Linked DNA regions of Danio rerio: region 1 is linked to region 2. The links are chromatin contacts, called in public Micro-C maps. All regions are on one chromosome and are shown on one strand. The core of a region is the stretch at or near the end of the contact, and the rest is flanking DNA. Distances in the headings are between cores, read along the strand shown.

Region 1 (2,700 bases), core at 162-2,661, 56 kb after region 2:
ATACAATTAAATAAGTTAAAGTAAAATTAATCAGTAAAATCATGAGGAACACATTTTATAATGTTTGCTGTATTGTCTGCATTGAAATACAAGTCTTTTTTTATATGATATGATAATTATATTATCATATCAAATTATATTACAAAAAAAATCTGCCCCAATAACACTAAACTAATAACATTCAACAAGGCAATACATGAACAGTTTGCCAAACTTCTCATTGTTTGTTACAATAGATTGATTGCTTCAGTTGTTAAATCGCTTTGGATAAAATCAGATGCTAAATGTTGTCTCTATGCTTTCAATCTGCCAACAGATGGCAGCCTTGGATAACTACTCGTAGACGAAAGACAACCTCTTTTGTGTCGCCCAAAGACTTGAAACTTTTTAGTAGGTTCCAGTTTAATCAATTATTATGTTTTTATATTCACAATATACAAAATATATTTATTGGTAAAAATCTAACTTTTTCAACAACGTTGAGACTGAAAAAGGTTAAGCCATAGTTTTATTAGTCTTGAATTTTTGTTTGGTGTGAAACAAACAAAAGTAAACCATTACTTCTATAAAAACTGAACATATAAGTAATAAATAACTGTACGGTTGTAAAATTGCTTTAAATAAAGTACACAAAGTTTGCTTCATGTTTTTAAAATATATTTACCTACAAGTCAAACAAATTTATTGCGTAAACTATTACTTTATATTTTTACAGAGAAAAAGACATTCCCAGAATCATGTGCAACGACCATTGCACCACTGATTAAAGTTGAACTAAATGATCTCGTCGTTGAATTAGGAATGAATGCAGCCAGGGGCCTAGGCAAAATTAGTTTTAATGCTAGCCCATTTTCTGACTGTTAATGCCCCCATGGCTCCTCAACATTACATAATGCATTATTATTATTATTATTATTATTATTATTATTATTATTATTATTATTATTATTGTTATTATTAATATTATTATTATATTTATATATATATAATATAATATAATATAATATCCTTATCTTTGGATTTATCACAATGTTACAATATTGTTGGGTGTGTTTTGGATAGATGTCATTTTTTAGAGATTAAGCAATATATAGGTATTCTTCAGATGTGCCATGAGTGTGATTAACGTAGGTATTTTGCTGACATCAGCACTGCGCCAAAATGGACAGTTCCATCCGCCCGCTGCTATCGAGTTTCCAGCCTGAAGGATTGTGTGAACATCCTCAATAGACAGAAATCATTATTTGCCCCTTTAAAGTTAAAATAACCCATAGATCAGCTTATTCGTCACATTTCTTTGGGCTCTGTCCACCTAAAACATCTGCAGTGAGGAAGGTTGATGCGAGGAGAAGCGTGGCTAAATTATTGATTGGGACGGTCCTGCTATAAAAGGAGACGCCGCCGGAGTTCTGCTCCTTATCGTCAAACGCCAAGATGAGCTACGGATCCGACATCTACTCTGCCTCTTCCTACCGGAAGATCTTCGGAGATTCCACCCGTTTCTCAGCCTCTCCATCCCGGCTGAGCAGCTCCCGGAGCGGGTTTAAATCCCAGTCTGTGAACCGCCCCAACATCCCAAGCTCCTACAAGCGCTCCACCCGATCTGGCTTCCCGTCTTCTTCTCTGGACAGCTTCGATTTCACCCAGAGTACCGTGCTTAACAATGAGTTTAAAATCATCCGCACCAATGAGAAGGAGCAGATGCAAGGGCTCAACGACCGTTTCGCGATGTTCATTGAGAAAGTTCGCAATCTGGAGCAGCACAATAAAGTGCTGGAAACCGAACTCGTGACTCTGCGCCAGCGCCAGACAGAACCGTCCCGTCTGGCCGAACTTTACCAGCAGGAGATCCGCGAGCTGCGCTCCCAACTCGAGGAACTCAACGCCGAGAAGAACCAGATGATGTTCGAGCGCGACAGTATCGAGGAAGACCTACAGAAACTTCACGAGAAGTTTGAGGAAGAGATGAGAATGCGCGAGGAGGCCGAGCAAACCCTGAGAGCTTTCAAGAAGGACGTGGACAACGCCTCCATGGTGCGTCTAGACCTGGAGAAAAAGGTCGAATCCCTTCTGGATGAAATCAACTTTTTAAGGAAGGTGCACGAGGAGGAGGTGGCCGAGCTCATGAACATGATCCAGGCTAGCCAGGTGTCCGTGGAGATGGAAGTGGCCAAACCCGACCTCACCTCCGCCCTAAAGGATATTCGCGGCCAGTATGAAGCAATGGCGAGCAAGAACTTGCAGTCGGCTGAAGAGTGGTACAAGTCCAAGTTCGCCGACCTTAGCGAACAGGCCAACAAGAGCAACGAGGTCATTCGCGCTAGCAGGGAGGAGCTCAACGAGTTCAGGAGGCAGCTGCAGTCCAAGACCATCGAGATCGAGAGTCTGAGGGGTACAAATGAATCTCTTGAAAGGCAGATTCATGAGATGGAGGACAGGCACAACGCCGAGATCATGGGCTACCAGGTTGGTTTTCCAGTTTTCATTTCGCACTTGTTCAACAGAGTTAAAGGATGATGTCATTTCAGTAAAGAATTTCTCTGTTTTATTTATTTCATTAAAAATTGTGAACATGTTTTCTTAAAACAATCATTTGATATAATTGTATCCCCAGTTATATCATTAGGTAATCACCGGTAGATACTTGCGCTCCAGTTATTCAGACAGCAGACAAAAGGTGTCTGTGAAATGGGCGTGACC
Region 2 (2,700 bases), core at 86-2,585:
CATGGCTATTTTGCTCAAAAAAAAAAACAAAAAAAAAAAAAAAAAAACTGAAAGCTAAAAAAAAGTACATTACACTGAATAATGTTTAAATTGAAAAATAACTAAAAGAAGAAGAAGAAAAAACAAATTAGGAATAAGATAAAAAATAGAAAAGAGCAAATATTTAGTAGGTTATTGGCACAGTTAATAAACAACTATACTTTAAACTATGCCAGAATATACTATGAAAACACTAGTTCAAACAGAAACATACAGTATGCAAAGCTACCTTTGATTAAAGAAATGTGATCTAGAATAATAACTAACGGCATAAGTGGACGAATACTGTTTAAACTCTATGCCTTTGCTATTCTATTACTTTAAAATATAATCTAAGCCAGTTTCCCCTTGCATAGACAGCTAAAAAAAAGATAACTGCCTACACCAGTGCAAATTAGCCCAGGACTAGTTTTATTCCATGTCCAGGGAACTAGCCATATTATTTATTTATCTATCTATATCTACATACATCTATGTATACTTTAGATGTGTATATATATATATATATATATATATATATATATATATATATATATATATATATATATATATATATATATATATACACACACACACACACCCACAATGTTGAGTTTGTATACAAAGCCAATGGAAACAGAGGGGGAAAAAAAAAAAGAGATGGACGATAAAAATTTGGACATAAACACTCCCTATACCACAGTCTCTAAAGACCTGGACCAAGAACAAGTATATTTTTAAAAGAACTGCCCCATTTTGGGATGTCCATTTGTATTGACATATATAAAATATGCAATGTATGTTTAAAAATATCTTGTTTAACAGCTTCCTTAGAAACAGACTTTTGAAAATCTAAAAAAAATAAACTATTTTGTGCCTCATAACAAACCTTCCTACTCGGTCTTCCCTTTAGAAAAACTGACAGTCAGACCCATGAAAAAAAAACACATTCTCTAAAAAAAACAAAATAATATACAGTTATAATATGCATACAGGTATCACATGTTGCATTACAGCTCAGGTAGCTTCATTTAGATCCTACGTCCTATTATCTTTGAGTAATGCATATGAAAGTCACACGATCATCCTAATCTACCTGTTTCATGCACTTGGAACGCTTCCCAAAGCCAAACAGTGTTCTCTATAAACCATTAACTACCGTAATTCTTAATAACAATGTTTATTTCTTAACAACCGACACTGAATAGTGTCTAATAGGACCCTTGAAGCTAAATCAATCAACATCTCCACACCGTTTTGGTCCACATGGGAGTAAACCATCAACAGAGTTCAACATGAGTCACTAAATTCCATAGAAACGATCACCAGAGCAACAGCACTCATTCTCAACCCATTCCTTTCACAATGCCCAGCTGCTACTCTACTTTTTCTCCCAATGACTGATGTGTGATAACAAACTCCTCACTTGTTTTTTTGTTTTTATTTTTTGCATATCAAGGTCACTTACAGTATATATGATGACTAGTTGAATAGTTTTTGCATCTGATATAAGTCAGGCAGATATATGGCACGTAATGACAAAACTAGAGCGTTCTGCTTAGCTTATTCAAGAGTATAAAAACAGTCAAAGTGAAATCATAGTGTTTATTTTTGTATTTTTGTTGCAATATTAGATGTGTATGTTTGTGATCAGACCATTTTTGTGCATGAGTGATCCCTAATATGACAAGCAACTACTGTAGCATTAGCGTTAGCTAAAATGTCTGTATTAAAAACAAGATGTTAACAGCAAACGGCTACATGTTGTTGCCAAGTAACTGGATTCTTGTGTTGGCTGCACTTCCTCACACACGTCTCAATGAACCGTGCTTTTTTTTCTTTCTGTGCTTCATTCAGATTCTCAACACGTGCTGGATTTCAACACAGACACTCTGCCAACATACACACACTTTTTTTTCCCTATTCCAAAGAAATTGGATTCTAAAAATGGATACAGCCTTTGCAGGAGGTAGTAACCAAGATAATCTGACTGGATGGACTGGCTTTTCAGAAGTTACTCTAAAACTAAAAAATATATAGTAAAATATTTCTCTAACATCCTTAAAAACATGTGTATCGCACTTTAACACCTATCAAGACTCTGATTTTTCGAGTCGTTGTATAAAAAAATAACGCAAGGTTTCACCAATATGCTGCATGTATGATCATACATGAATGTCTAATGTAAACTCGCAAGTTTTACCATCAGTTCACAGTAAAGTAAGTGTCCCTTCCACTGGATGAATATCACATGACAATATATAGTGAGCGATAAATGATTGCCATCCAATGTTTTTTTTTAAACAAACCTTTGTTCATTTCTTTAGTCATCTTTAACAGGAAACCGTCAGTTAGGGTGAACTGCACTTGTTTTCAGCTTCATACATCAACTCATCCATTTCCTCCTCCTTATCATCCAGCGTGTTTTACCCTTCAAATGGTCAAAACCGTCTACTCCTCCTCCTCTTCCTCTTCTTCTTCATCATCGTCTTCATCGTGGCAGTGTGTGATTTCCTGTGGTGGTTGAGCGAACAGATGCGGTGGTTTGATTTCGCTGATGGAGCGTGTGAGCTGGTTTCTTTTGCAGTCGATGTCTTTGCAGTCCACACAGTGGCGGTTACGTGTGGCCAGAGGAGACTCTGTGTCGGTCTCTACATGAGCGTGTTCTACTGTGGACTCATG

Evidence for each region. Hi-C and Micro-C count contacts between places; a contact is called where the count stands out from the background.
Region 1: a contact with region 2 is called in a Micro-C map of caudal fin, with 1.8 times the contacts expected there. The contact joins the promoter of inab here to the enhancer-like site in region 2. A contact is called at or near these places in 2 of 18 Hi-C or Micro-C datasets (caudal fin and hematopoietic stem cells) and 1 of 4 datasets of contacts at active chromatin or transcription factors (embryo).

The regions. Positions count from the first base shown.
Region 1 is chr1:35,434,151-35,436,850 of GRCz12tu, forward strand. inab (internexin neuronal intermediate filament protein, alpha b) reads left to right here and starts at 1,412. Exons shown (of 3, transcript NM_131032.2): 1 at 1,412-2,466. The coding sequence starts at 1,435. The region is part of intron 1 of LOC141385860; the gene reads right to left.
Region 2 is chr1:35,377,771-35,380,470 of GRCz12tu, forward strand. nt5c2b (5'-nucleotidase, cytosolic IIb) reads right to left here. Exons shown (of 18, transcript NM_001079966.2): 18 at 2,321-2,700. The coding sequence ends at 2,470. The region is part of intron 1 of LOC141385860; the gene reads right to left. Among named protein-coding and RNA genes, the nearest start is that of nt5c2b, 49 kb to the right of the region's middle. Within about 2 kb of position 1,336, at least 4 of the 62 cell types and tissues checked have an H3K27ac peak or open chromatin away from gene starts, as enhancers often do. A contact at or near this core is called in caudal fin, where this site is marked.